Regions from separate parts of the Hordeum vulgare genome. Here region 1 is linked to region 2. A link is a contact called in public Hi-C data. All regions are on one chromosome and are shown on one strand. The core of a region is the stretch at or near the end of the contact, and the rest is flanking DNA. Distances in the headings are between cores, read along the strand shown.

Evidence for each region. Hi-C and Micro-C count contacts between places; a contact is called where the count stands out from the background.
Region 1: a contact with region 2 is called in a Hi-C map of leaf, with 4 times the contacts expected there. The contact joins the promoter of LOC123442023 here to the promoter of LOC123445039 in region 2. A contact is called at or near these places in 5 of 6 Hi-C or Micro-C datasets (leaf and seedling) and 1 of 1 datasets of contacts at active chromatin or transcription factors (embryo).

The regions. Positions count from the first base shown.
Region 1 is chr3H:558,691,056-558,693,858 of MorexV3_pseudomolecules_assembly, forward strand. LOC123442023 (phospholipase A1 EG1, chloroplastic/mitochondrial-like) reads right to left here and starts at 1,419. Exons shown (of 1, transcript XM_045118151.1): 1 at 52-1,419. The coding sequence starts at 1,419. The coding sequence ends at 52.
Region 2 is chr3H:558,458,529-558,461,505 of MorexV3_pseudomolecules_assembly, forward strand. LOC123445039 reads left to right here and starts at 1,423. Exons shown (of 6, transcript XM_045121955.1): 1 at 1,423-1,547; 2 at 1,638-1,852. The coding sequence starts at 1,445.

The DNA.
Region 1 (2,803 bases), core at 169-2,668, 230 kb after region 2:
AATTCCTAGTAGTGGTATAATAATCACAGTTGAGGGGCCAGGCCGTCTGGCTCAGATCAGCCCCAGGGTCTGGACGAGCCCGCCCATCTGCAGGGCCGCGTACTGCCACTGCAATGCGCCGGCGCGCTGCCGCCCCACGAACTCCATCACCTTGCCGACCACGCCGCCGCCGCCCTCGCCCGCTGCCTCGGCGGCCGCCGCCGGAGGCTTCTTCAGCAATGCGATGTAGGTGCCGAGGTCGTGCACGGCGGCTGGGTCGCGGGCGCTGAAGTAGTCGAGCGGCAGCTCCACGCCGACGTGGGTGTAGCAGGACGCGCGCCACGGGCGGAGCACCCCCGTCGTGGCCTCGTTCAGGAGGATGCCGGGGAGCTTGGTGATCGGGTCGTGGACGTTGGCCACGCGGAGCGCCTTCACGCCCAGCTCGTCGCACCGCGCCTTGAACGCCGCGTTGCCCACCCTCGGCCCGCCGAAGGAGAAGACGGTCACCGGCGCGGCGCGGTTCAGGCCCAGCTCCGCGAGGTCGTAGGCCAGGAGCAGCGCGAGGGCGCTGCCCATGCTGTGCCCGGCGAGGGTCACGCTCACGTCCTCGCCCTTCTTGCCCGAGTGCGCGTCGACGAGGCGGGAGACCTCGCGGAGGAGCTGCTCCCGGCAGCTGCCGGCGCCGCCGAATCGGCACGTCTTATCGGCGGAGGTGTAGAGGCTGAGGAAGCCGGACTCGACCATGACGTCCGGGCGCGGGTCGCAGGGGTCGAGCCGCGCCGGCTCGAGGGAGCTCATGAAGTTGGCCATCCACTCGGCGGGGGTGACGGTGCCGCGGAACGACACGAGCACGTCCCGCCGCCCGAGCCGCCGGGTCATCTCGTCCGTGGACACCGCCACGTAGCCGATCCACCTCCCGCGCCCGCTGGTGGAGGCCTCCATGGTGGGCACGGTCATCACGTCCGGCGCCGCGTAGATGTACTTGGTCACCTCGTACCCGGCGCCGGCCATGCCCACCTCCTCCAGCATCCGCTCCTTGCCGTACTTGCAGTTGAGGTACCGGCGCGAGGCCCGGTCGAGGTCGAATGCCTTGTAGCAGGCGTCCACCAGCTCGCCGTACCGCGCCACCTCGCTCCGCAGAGCGGGCGCCGGTCCATCGATCCCGAGCAGCTCCTCCCAGTCGTCGCACCCCTGAAGCTGCCGCCACATGCCCGCGACGGACGCCGTCCTCCGCGGGCCGCGTCTCGCCGCCGCCACCGGCACGGCCGCGATCGCCGACGTGGATGCGCAGCCCTCCGCCGTCAAGGCCGCGGCCGCTCTGCACCGCGCGGCCCGGCTCATCGGCTGGCTCCCGGCGCCGTAGAGCGTGGCGCATTGCGGCTTGAGCGCCATTGCTGCAATCGAGGAGGTGGCGTTTGCGGTGGCGGGCGCGAAGGCCATGAGCTAGCAGGTGCGCTGCGATCGAGGCGGTGGGAACGCGAAGACCATAGAGAGCGAGGGAGAGGGGGGGAGGAGAATGGCAGCGACGAGGATGATGGTGCATGGGGCGCGCGCGCGGGAGGGCATATAAAGGGTCCGCGGGACACCTCGGCTTGCGGTGGCTTGCACGCATGTCCCAATCCGCGCTGTGCGTCGGTACAGTGCTGAGTCTCCAAGCCAGTCACTCAGGAACGGGGGAAGCTGCCACAGCCGCTGCCGCCGCGCCCCTTTTCGGAATAATAACCAACTTGGCCATGACAGCCGCGCAACCACACCGCACCTCGATCGACCGGCAGAAACCCGAAAGAGAAATCGAGAAGTACTGCGACGACGACGACGACGACGACGGCTGCCGGTGATTGGAACGCGCACGTAATTCTCGTCTCGCGGGGGGGGGGGGGGGGGGGGAGTTTTTGACCGCCGTGGAAAGATCGTTTTCACCCGTCGGAGATTGTTTGGCGAGCGATTGACCGCTGGACGGACGGTTCGGACAATTGGACGGAGCACTTTGAGTTGGGATTGGTGCTGGGGGATTGATGGATGGATGGGCAGACAGATAGATGCGTACATACACGGTCATAATCATAATCGTATGCATATTATTCAACTCATGAGTCGTGATCGGGAGGAACGGAATCTCGGATTGGTTGGATCCTGCCTGGCCTTGGTTTCTCTCAGGATCACATAAAAATATTGAGCCCGTACCAGGTTTTCAGGCAGGTAGATGTATATGCTGCTGCCTCAGTGGAAGCAGAGCGGCATTCAGCTCCCCTACCTCCCTCCCTAGGTCAAGCCTGAACTGAACTGAAGGGGTGGTTCTTTCTTCTTTCTTTCGGAGAAGAGACTCTGTTGGTCAGTGAGATGCTAGCTAGAGTAGCACATTCACCTCAATTGCAGACCAATGACCAATTACAGTTAACCATCAGCTCCTGGAAAAGAGAGTGAGGACGCAACCAGTCCAGAGTCCAGACAGCTTAACCGCGCAAGCTGACAAGAACTGCTAGGTTAGCCAATCCCGCTGCTCCAAATGCTGATATGCATACACCAATGGAGTCTTGGATCAGAACTCCTGCGGGCACCGCAGGAGCGGGGACACAGTTGAGTGCAGCACGGCGGCGAGGACGTGCGCCGCGCCACCGTCACCATGCCATTGCCATCCATCATTGATCATTCCTTGCGTAAATCAACCCGCGCCCAAGGTCGTCGTAGGGGGGCCAGACCGAGACCAGCAGTACAGCCTACGCCACGGCGGAGCGGAGCGGAGGCGGAGAGAATTGATGCCGAAAAGCTTGGGTCGATCGGTCGCCCGTCCCTCGGCGATTAATGGCGCAATTAAGGGCGCCGG
Region 2 (2,977 bases), core at 173-2,672:
TGTTCATTGTTTTCGTTAGAAAGAAGGTATAACTGTTGTTCCTAATGATAAAAATGATCTTATTCCTCGAAGAATTGTAACTGGTTATAGGATGGTCATTAATTTCTAGAAATTAAACAAAGCTACTAGAAAAGATCATTACCCCTTGCTTTTTGTTGATCAAATGTTAGAAATATTATCTAAGCCTACAAATTTTTTCTTAATGGATATTCTCGTTTCTTTCAAATACCCGTGTCAAAAGAAGACCGAGAGAAAACTACTTTCACATGCCCTTTTGAAACTTATGCTTATAGACGTATGGCTTTTGGTTTATGCAATGCACGTGCCATCTTTCAAAGATGTATGACTGTTATATTCTTTGACTTTTGTGAAAAGATTGTTGAGGTGTTCATGGAAGATTTTTCTGTTTACGAGACTTTTTTTATGATTGCTTGAGTAACCTTGATCGATTTTTGCAGAAATGTGAAGAAACTAATGTTGTCTTGAATTGGGAGAAGCGTCACTTTATGATGAATGAAGGTATAATACTTGGGCATAAGATTTCTGAACGAGGTATTGAGGTTGGCAAATCTAAGGTTGATGCAATCGAGAAAATGCATGTCCCCAAGACGCTAAAGGTATAAGGAGTTTTATTGGTCATGCTCGTTTCTATAGGCGTTTCATTAAAGATTTCTTGACCATTAAATAATCTTCTTCAAAAAGATATTTCATTTGTTTTTTATGATGGTTGTGTAGAAGCCTTTGAAATACTTAAGAAAGCCTTAATTTCTGCACCTCTTGTTCAATCACCTCGAGCAACAAGTTCATTGACTCGTGGCTCGACAAGAGGAATGGTTTCTCACGCAGAGTGCCCTCAGGCTTTGACTCCTTTGTCATTGGGACGGCGTGGGCAATTTGGAAGCAAAGAAACGCGAGAGTATTTAACAGAACGCAAGAACATAGGACCCCTCATCAACTCACTTTGCAGGTGCTCGCGGGAAGCAAAGAATGACGGATGGCGGGATTGGGTATCGGAGCCTTATACCCATTTGTGAGATAGTAGCTTTCGTTTATTTGTTAGGTGTAGTGTGGAGTAAACCAAACAGGACGTTCGCATCCATGTTCCGGTCTTGTAAATGCTTTTTCTGGCTTCGATAAAATATGATAAGCATTGGCGTATTCTTGAAAAAAAATAGTTAACTTTTTTATAGAAATATTAATAAACAAATCAAAAGTGTCTGCCTGCGCTGTGCGGAATTGTTTGGGCCCAGCCTAAAAGGCTGTAGGCCGGGCCTGGGGAAATCTCACGCTGCTAGTCCGAGAGGTAACGAAATGACAGCCCAATCCATGCCGCGGCCGGGTGCGAGTGCGACGCCGCGCTGCTTCTGATCCGGAAGTGGCGCATTTTAGTTTTCTGTTTTTCCAGTTTCGCTCCTCAAAGGCTCAAACTCCTCCGGGTCTGTCAATGCCGGGCCCCTCCGCCTCCGCCCCCCCCTGCCGCTTCGCCGCCCGCTGGGCGGCCGACGCCCTCGCCGGCGACGAGGCCCTCGACTTCTCCTTCGTCAAAGGTAGTGTCAGTACCGTGAGAGGGCCCTCTGCGTATGCCGTTCGCGTCGGCCCTTTCGTTGATCTCACCTAGGGTTATCGGTGCTCCGCAGCGCTGGTGGGCGTCTTGCCGGAGTCCCTCGCGGGCGCGCCGGAGGCTACGCGGGATAGGGTTGCGCTTCGATGCCTGCGGGAGGTCGTCTCCCTCGCCGCCCCGGGCGAGGGCGAGGTCGCCGCGACGCCGGCGGTGGCGGAGGTCGAGTCCGGGACGCTTAGGGTTGATGCCTCCCGCTCCTGTGAGGAATTGCTGATTGAGTTGCTTGGACAGGTATGCTGTGCTTTGTTTTACTAAGTGCATTCTGGTTGTTCAGAACTTCGGATCCCTGATTTATCCTTTTGTCACTGAAACAATATTTGTGCAATGGGGCGATTGAAGATTCGTTCAGGCAGAAAAGTATAGCAAGATGGAACATACCGTCTCTGCATTTGCTCCTGAGTAATGTGCTAGTTAGATTAAATCTTGTCCAGACCATGATGCAAAGTCAGACCAGAACTCATAATCTTAATTCCTTCCTTAAATAATGCAAAGCATACTCGTTCAAGCTTGACCCATCCGATGGGCAAAGTGTAGTCCTTGCAGTTAAAAGTTGTAGACAATACATCAATTGATTCCATCGATGATGCTTGTTATTTAATTTTGCATTTCTTCCGATGGTGGTAGAGTGATGTTTTCGCTGATTCATAAACTGATCGTGTTTAGTGACAATAGCCGTGAACATAACAAGTGAACACGTTGCATATTGTTTGCAGTATGTAAAATAGCATGTGTTTTATCAATGACTCAAAATATGGCAGCATTCTAAATTCTGACAGGCATCTCATTTTTGGTAGTTTGTCAAACAGTAGTGGGCTTTTGTGAGGCTGAAAGCAAGCATCCACCTTTTAATAAGTTACATTCTCTGTGGAGAACTTATCTACTTGTACCTAATGACTTGTTCACTGATCCAGTGTTGTAGTTCACCAATGCTGCTAGGCTAGACGATGTTATTATTTGAGCTCATGTTTCTTGTGATATGAAACATGATATATCCCTTGGCAGTTGCGTCTCAAGTCCTCCCAAGTGCAAACGCCCAACATGCATTACCTTAGCAAACGGTATTCCAGCAAGTTATACATTTACGATATCCCTAAAGATCATAACAGCATCACTTTACAGTTAAATATTAAAATTCTTCAATTTGTGTGAGGAGCAAGGATGCCATGTTAGATACTGCATAACATAATTATGCATGTTTTTAATGATTTCACTTTTCTGGTGCTCTTTTATAATTAAATTTCCTTATAACTTAACAATCATCATATGTTCTGGTGTCTTTAATTATGTGGTAGCTAATGCATGCTGCAATTTAGTTAGTGCCCAGATGTTTTTGAATTTTTTGCTTTACATGAATGT